Linked DNA regions of Rattus norvegicus: region 1 is linked to region 2. Evidence: chromatin contacts called from public Hi-C data. All regions are on one chromosome and are shown on one strand. Each heading gives the region's core, a stretch centred on a gene start, on an enhancer-like site or on the middle of the called end of the contact. The rest is flanking DNA. Distances are from core to core; before and after follow the strand shown.

The links. Hi-C and Micro-C count contacts between places; a contact is called where the count stands out from the background.
Region 1: a Hi-C map of psoas muscle shows a contact between it and region 2, with 2.7 times the contacts expected there. The contact joins the promoter of Wnt4 here to the enhancer-like site in region 2. A contact is called at or near these places in 2 of 12 Hi-C or Micro-C datasets (hepatocytes and psoas muscle).

What each region holds. Positions count from the first base shown.
Region 1 is chr5:154,795,243-154,799,380 of GRCr8, reverse strand. Wnt4 (Wnt family member 4) reads right to left here and starts at 1,931. Exons shown (of 5, transcript NM_053402.2): 1 at 1,850-1,931. The coding sequence starts at 1,926.
Region 2 is chr5:154,709,408-154,713,616 of GRCr8, reverse strand. No RefSeq gene overlaps it. Among named protein-coding and RNA genes, the nearest start is that of Wnt4, 86 kb to the left of the region's middle. Within about 2 kb of position 2,171, at least 3 of the 93 cell types and tissues checked have an H3K27ac peak or open chromatin away from gene starts, as enhancers often do.

The sequences.
Region 1 (4,138 bases), core at 682-3,181, 86 kb before region 2:
AGGCACAAGGCTCAAGAACTGAGCCCTGGAATTCCCCATGCTTTGCAAGACCTGAAGCTGGGACTGCCTCCTGAGCTGGGGGACTGGGGCGGGCGTGGTGGACATGGCTGGAGGCAGGTGGCAATTCTACCTGGGTGTACTGGGTCAACTTCAGGACAGCCTCAGGCAAGAAGTAGATTATTCTTGTCTGGAAACTAAAGCATCTGGGTTCAGTCCACGATGTGGTGAGTAGCTCCCTTCCCTGGGCCTTAGTTTCCTCATCTATAAAGGGAGCTAAAGAACCTGGAGCTTTGAAGGGCCTTTCTGTGGCAGCTGTTTCTGTGTTTGCTGCAGGCCTGGCTCACACACTTGAGTTCTCAGTGTTACTTCAGGGTTTTTTTTTTTTTTTTTTTTTTTGTATTGCTTGGTGGTGCTGGGCTGCACTTCTAGTTTCCCCTGATGTTCACATCCGTCTCTAAACCCATCTGTTTAAGAGGCAGCTCCAGAGACCCCAGACTCCTTCAAGTTCAAAGCAGTTCCCTTCTTCAGGTCTGCTGCAACCCAGGCCTCACTGGGGGAGGGGGCATTCTGCAAGAAGTGGAAAGGGGTGCGGTGGCCGTGCCCTGGTTTCCGTCCACTCTGCCACAACCCCTGAAGTGTTAATCAAATTAAGACTGCAGGAAGAACAAAAGCACTGCAGACACTTTGGGCCTCAGAGGAATCACTAGCTCTCCGGAACAGCTGGGAGAATTCCACATCACCTCAGTCTCCCAAGCTCTGGGTGGCTCTGACCCCAACGAACACACTCCTTTCCAGTCTCCAGGGCCTTGGCTGGCCACAATGACCTCATAGCAACAGCCATTGGGCACTCAGGGCAATTTCATGGGAGATATTTGTTCTTTGGTCTTGATGCAGAGAGAATTTTTCCTTTCCCACTGTCTCCATGGAAACCCCAGCTACACTGTTGGCTATCCCCCCTTCCCACCTCATGCTTTTCAGATCAATACGGGAGCTTGGCTCCCCACTGGCTGCCCACAGTGGAAGGCAGCAGAGCTCCCGACAGAAGTTGGGGCCAGGGTTAAGCCTGGGCCATAGGGAAGTGTCACTGAAGAGGGATGAAGGAGTCTCTAAGGTCTAGTTCCTGGTTCTCTTAGTCACTAGCCCATCTCCTTAGCTCGCCTTCTCAGGGATCCTACCGAGCGCAGACCCAGTAATGGTGAAACACATAGGTCACCAGCGGTTACCAACTCCCTTCTTAGGCAAGACCTTTGGTTGTGGATGGGGGCTGTCGCCTTCTTTAATAAAGGTTGGGAGAAGTTTCTTCCTGCCTCAGGGAACAGCGAGGAGCAGCCAGAGCCAGCCTGCGGGCTCTCAGAGGCTCGGCGCCCGGGTCCTCGACTTCTACATTTGGCTCCCGCCCCCCCAGGCAGAAACAGGTCCCTGCACGCCTCCAGCTCAGCCCGCAGCGCGGCACGGCGCAGCGCGAGGAGCTCGCGCCTAGACTCCTCGCTATTAACCTGCTATTATGCCCGGGACGCTTCCCCTCGGAGACCTGTCAGCCCGCCGGTTTGCGCCTCGCACCGCTCCTGGGCCACCGCCCCGCGATCGCACCCCCTCGCGCCCTCGAGCACCCAGGGCAGCCTCCGGGTGCAGACGCGCTGCCAGCCCTGCTGCCCCGGGCAGGGAAGCCGGACTCGGGCAGCAGGGGTCCGGGGAACTCCAGAGGGAAGTCGGGACAGTGGTGGTGACTGGCAGGAGGAACCGGCAGAAGCGCGATCCTCGGGTCCCGCGGCTGAGACACCTGCAGGGAGCCCCCTGCGCCTGTTGCCCCGGGACCCGCCCCGCCCGCCGGGTCCCCAACCAGACTTACAGCCAGTTGCTCGCGGCGGCCGAGAACACGGCGAAGACGAGGAGTCGCAGCGACCGCAGGCACGAACGGGGGCTCATGGTGCCGTGGGTGTCCGCCCCGGGCAGCGGCCGCAAGTCTCCCGTCGGGGCGGCAGGTGGGCGCCGCGCGGACGGGCTGGGGCGCCGGGCCGGGGCGCGCGGCGAGGCTCAGCCTCCGAGCAGCCGGCCGCGCCGCCCGCTGCTGCGCCCGCTGCCCGGCGGACCCGACTGTCAGCGCCGCCCCAGAGCCGGGATGCGGCGGTGGCGGCGGAGGCGGGCGGGCGGGCGGCGGGGCGGGCCGGGGGCGGGCCGAGGATGGGGTTACCTGGGCGGGTCCAGCGGCGCGGGACACCCCCCCCTACGGGGGCGGTCCTGAGCCCGCGGGACTGGGCTTCTCCTGGGGGGCCTCCCGGGCCAGGCGCCCGGACGCGCTCGGAGCCCCAGCCCGCTGCAGGCACGCTTGGCCGCACGCCGCCCAGTTGGGCCGAGCTAGAGGCGCGGCGACCCAGCTGCTGGGTCCCCGCCCGGGGCCTTAGGGACGGGCGGGCACAGCTCCCCCAGCCCGCCGCTGCGGGCACTGCAGCGCCGCCCTGGCCGCGCCCCGCGGCCCCCCGCCGGCGCCTGGGAGCCGGAATCCCCGGCCGACCCCGGCGGAGCCACCGGAGCGAGAGCGGCTGCCACTCGCGCGAACCTAGTCACTAGCGCTCGGGGCGCACCAGGCTGCGGTGGTGCCGCCAGGGTGTCCCCGCCGGACCCCTCCCCGCCCTCAGGCCCCCCGGGTTCTGTGGTCCGGCCCCTCCCTAGCACTCACCTCCCTCCAGCTTTCCCGGAGCTGGACAGGGGCCTCTCTACTTCGGGCAGCTTGGGACAGTGGCCTAAGACTCCGGGAATCCGAAACCTCGCTTCTGGATCGCCCTGGGTTCTGGCGCGCTCCAGGCAGCAAGGTCTTGAGTGAACCCCTCGCCTTTCTGTATAGACCTTCTGCTTAGGAACTGGAAGGCTTCCTTTTAGCACAGGGACCAATCTTTGCTTTCTGCTTGGGTTTCTGTGCGCTTCTTTTACTTCTTCTCCCACGCCAGGCAGATTCAGCCCTTAGCTTGGTGTCTGGCACAGAGCAGGTGGGTGCCACGTTTGTGGAGTGAATGGATGGAGTGGAGTTATTTCTTAAAAACCTATGCCAGGCTGATGCTGAGGCTCAGTTCCGTATTAGTAGTTACTTTGCCGTGGCTGGGCCACACCCTCTCCAGGTCACTGATAGAGTCCAGACTCCTCTGGCCCTGCCTGAGGCTACATCCCACCGAGCTAGAGGAACTCCGGGTTTAAACAGGGAACCAAAAGTCCAGAGACCCTCTCACTAAAAGCAAGGGGGAGAGAAAATGGCCCGGCCCCTGCCCTGGGAGAACCAACTGTTTTCTCCTGTGTGAGTTTGGCTGCCCACCCCCACACCATGGCCACGTTTGACTCCAGTTTTCTGGGTTAACCCAGGAGAGGCTTGATAAGCATTTGGCACGGAGACTGGGCAGAAGGTAGTAGGGATCCGTAGAGCCCCGGCAAAAGTGCAGATGCGAGTTCATGTACCACATGTCTAAATATTTGCAGGTGATAAATCAAGCTAACAAAACGAGGGATAAAATATGTTCTAGCCTGCTCTCAAAAAAAAAAAAAAAACAAAAAAAACCAAAAACCCACGCTTTCGTAATAACACGCAGAGCTGCTCTGAGTGTGGGCTTCTCACACTGCATGGGTCCTGCATGGTACAGCCGTGAAGTGTACAGAGAGGGACCCTGGTGCCTGGTCCCGAGTCTCACCTTTTCCCACTTCTGCCTTCCCTCCCCTTCACGGATTCTCGTGCACATGCAAACATTTCAGCTTGTATAGACGAACTCGGTCTCCCCTTCTCTCTCCACCCCAGCCCTCCACCCTCCTGAAAGCTGACCCCAAGCCTTTCCTCAGTCTTAGGGCAAGACACGCCAGTGTGCAGCAGGTCCAGTCAGCTCAAGTTGGATCTGCAAGAGAGACTCACCTATCCTAGAAGTGAGCAAGAGTCACCCGTGCAAGGAGGTCTAGGGGCCTGGATCTCCAGAGCGAGACCCAGGGAGGGGATACAGGCTCCAGATGACCACACCCCCTTGGCCCCGTGACCTTCTCCCACCTCTGTTCCAAGAGTCAGTGATCACGAGAAAGGCCAGACTGTGGGATGTTCAGGGCAGGGCCACTCTTAGGTTTAAGAGTGGTTCAGAATTACTAAGTTATTTTGAACCACCATGGAGAC
Region 2 (4,209 bases), core at 922-3,421:
CTTGGTAGAGTACTTACTTAAAATGCACGGAGTTCCCAGCACTTTTACAAAGCCGGGCATGGCGGTGCATCACGTGATCCTAGCACCAGGAAGTGCAAGCAGGGAGACAGAAACTCCAGGTGTGCACTGCTCCTGCAGCGGCCCTGAGTTCAATTCCCAGCACCTGTAACTCCAGCTCCAGGGACTCTGATCCCTTTGGTCTCTGCAGGCACCTGTGCCTTTGCACATACACATCATTAAAAGTAATAAAAACAAATCTCTAAGGGAAATAATTGAGGCTAGCCTAGGCTACACAGGACTCTATCTCAAAGTAAAACAAAACAGAAATCAGACACCTGCCTGTACAGTCAGAGTGACTGCCTGGCTCAATGCTCAGAACTCATATAAACTGTAGGGACAGGCTTCCTGATACTGTGGGAAATCATGGGACGTGAGCAAGCCCATCCATTTTTGTGAGTCTTGGCTCCCACATCTGGAAGATGGGGACAGTGGTTCTTGTCTTGTGCTCTGCTATGGAGTACAAGTCATGCGAGGGGCTTGACTAGTACTTGACACAGGGGTAATGTCCCAGAAGCAGGGGTCACTGGGATGCTATTACAAAGGGTGTTCTGGGAACAAGCCATCCGGACAGGCTTCTGGGAGGAGCAGGGGAAAGCAGCTACAGTTTTGGGGACCTGGGTAGACTTGGGGAACTTAAGTCAGTGTGAATGAGCCCCAAGGTTGGGAAAGAGACAGACAGAGAGAGAGAGAGAGAGAGAGAGAGAGAGAGAGAGAGAGAGAGAGAGAGAGAGAAAATGAATATGAATCAATAATTTGGGAAGGCCTAGGGTTGTAGGAATTGTTTAAACCTGGGGCATAGGAGTGGAGTCAGGAAGGACTCGGGGGTGACCCTACTTTACAGATGTGGTATTGAGGCCCGCTGAGTCCCTTAATCGGGTGGGCTTTACTTTCCAGGCCACATGAGGCAATCTGGAGGCCTCAGAGCCACCCAGGCTGCCTTCATGAAGGCCATGTTGACCAGCAGGGAGAAGGTGGCTCTAAGCTCCACCTGGGACAGTTAGTTTGTGTGTCTATTGAAGTTCCTCACAAGCAAAAATTGGATCAAAAAATCATGTGATTAAAAAAAAAAGCCCCTAGAATAATAATTTGAGAATGAAAGAAATACAGACTGGATCAAGCTTGTTGAGGCACAGCCAACACAGGACAGACTGGAGCTGGGGTCCCTTGGCTGCACACAGAGCCCGGTTACGTCTCCATGGTGGCAAGGCAGGGCCTCCTGCTCAGGGTAGCAGCCGGCCCAGCAGCCCCTCCATGGTCTTTATTGGCTCCTTAATGGGCTCTTGGAGACCTGGCACCTGCCTCTTTTTCTGTTCTAATAAAAGGCGGATGCCCTGGGGTTATGGGGGGTCGGCATGGTGTTTTGGGGGGAGGGGGTGGATCTGGCTCGTGTCCACACTGGGCGACACATTCCTGAGACCTGACTCAGAGGGAAACGTCTTCGTGTCTCCTCAGTGCTTTGGGGCCCTGCAGCTGTGGGTACATTTCTCTTCTGTCAGGGTCACTTCCCTCCAGCCAGAGCTGGGGCTTGGGAGTCCCAGGCCCATCCTGGGCTGTGGAGACTGAGGACAGAGGGGGCACAGGTGTCTCAGTGGCACACTGTGGAGAATGGAACCAAGTGTGTAGGGAAGTGGCTTTCAACCAGGTGGACTTTGCCTTCCAGGGCACATGGTAGCAACTGGTAGTGTGGGCCCCTTCTTATGCCCTTGGCATTTAGGAAAGAGAGGTGAGAGGTGTGGCCGAAATTTTTAAGTGGCCCGAAGATGGTCTCTATAATGGAGAATTGTCAGTAGGCTAGGAGATGGGGTAGCCTGGGTCTAGGACTGCTTCAGGTGTTCCCGGGTCCAGGCCACACACTCTCCCTGTGCCTTTCCCTGTGGTAGGCTGGGATAGGACACTGCACACTTAAGCCTGTCCACTGTCAGGCAGGTCTGGATGCTTGGAGAACCTTCGGCTCCCAGCTGGAAGACACACCAGGATCCAGTTGCATCTCTGTCAGAAGATAAGGGAGCTTCAAGCAGGAGGCCAAAAGGTCACAATCAGAGGACACATCATGGTGCCAGAAAGAGCACCAGACTGGAATCCACAGGCCCAACTCTGACTGCTATGGGAAGCCCAGCCAGGTGGCATCGCTCTGTGGGCCTCTGCCCAGTCCTTTGCTCAGGATTGTGTGGAACTGTCTCTGAGAGATCCTGGGGGCTGACAGGTTAGGCTTCTGGGATGCATTTATGTGCTGCTGGGATCCACGAGTCAACACAGGGGTGGCCGGCTACCCAGCCTGTCTCCTGATTTTAAGATATTTACCTGACACCTACCCATGTCTCTTCTTCCAGTTATAGCCTGTGACTCCATCCACAGAGAGGGGAGCGTGTCCTCAACATCGTTTGGCTTTAAGGCCCTAGTTATTCTCTTTCCCTCAAAGGACAACTTTGCGTGTCAGTGGGCTGACTTCAAACTGCAGTCGTTTGTCTTTTGAGAATTGGAAGGATGCCATCAATCCGGGTGTCGGGGGACAACAGGCAGGAAGGGACTAATTCATAGATCGTGGGCTCAACTGTGGCTTCCTCTCCTGTGCCTCAGTTTCCCCTGGGGATGTGGAAATGGCCTTACCTGTCTTCCCTCCAGCCAGCGAGGGCTGCATTGAGGCCCAGCATGGTGCTGGGTAAGGAGAGAAAGTCATGCCCTAGCCAAGCTGGCTGAGCTGCGTTATTTATGGGTTTTGGCCGGGAGGGGGCTGTGGGCCTCTGGCTGTGTCTGACCTAAATTCTTACACTTACAGGAAATTGGAGCCCTCGGAAGCAGGTGCACTGGTGGCCAAGGGTGGTATGGCAGACAGAGGTAAGGGGAAGGAAGTGGGGGCTGGCCCAGCTCAGAGCTGGAGGCAGGGCTGGGGCTGGTGCTTCTTCCCCAGGAGCAAGCACTGTACCCTAAAGCGGAGCTTCGCCTTTAGTAACCCTTGCTATAGGCCTGTGCAATATGATTGTATCCTGCATCTTGCAGATGGGGAAACAAAGACTCAAAGATGCTCGCACTGGCCTGTGAGCATGTACCAGATGTAGGCTCAGGAAAGGCTGGGTAATTTCACCTCATCTATTCTCTCATCCACGTCACCCTCCACTGTCCAGTGAGGAGGTCACTTGAGATTTCAGAATGCTTTGTTTCAGGGGTAGGTTTGGAAGTGACCTGCTGAGTGAGGGGGCGGGGACTGCGGAAGACTGTGACTGTCTGCTGTGAGCAACTGTGGGGTCTCAGAATGCAGGTCTGGAAGAGCCAGGCATCAGCAGGAAGAGTGACAGGTGTGACCCGAGGCCTGGGGCTGCAGGTGCCCTTGTTGCCACCTGTCTGTCCCGAGAATGGAGAGGGCTGTGTGATTGACAGAGGAGGGATTTCTGGGCTGAATATCTGGAAGTTTGTTAGGAGGGACTGAAAAAGAATTCGCTGAGGGAGACCTTCCTCTCTCATCAGGATACAAAGTTGCAAATCCTAGACTTTCCCAGTGGAGAAACCACAAGTAGAGAAACTGCAACAAACCGCACACTCCAGTGTTTTAGAAGAACAGATACCAGAACAGTATTCAGTCCAGCTTTTTATTTATTTATTGTTACATTTATTTAAAAGCATTTTTATGCATTGATTTGTATATGTATGTATATGTGTTTGTGTGTATGTGTGTGTATTAGTGTATATGTATGTGTGTCTGTATAAGTGTATACATGAACGTGTGAATGTGTATGTATGTGTGTAAGTGTATATGAGTGTATGTGTAAGTGTGTGTGTGTATGTGTGTGTGTGTGTATTAGTGTATATGTATGTGTGTCTGTATAAGTGTATATGTGTGTACATGAACGTGTGAATGTGTATGTATGTGTGTAAGTGTATATGAGTGTATGTGTAAGTGTGTGTGTGTGTGTGTGTGTGTGTGTGTGTGTGTGTGTCAGAAGACAGCTCTGAGGAGTTTGTTCTCCTTGTTGAGGCAGGGTCTGTCTTGTTTCTGCTCTCCTTGTATTCCAGGCTAGTTGTCTCACGAAATTCTGGATTGTTCTTCTGTTTCCACTTCTCTGCGCACCATAGGAATGCTGGGATTATAGATGTACACCGCTGCATCTGATCTTTAATGACAATTCTAGTTTCAGGCTTTGGAAGCTAGTGCGT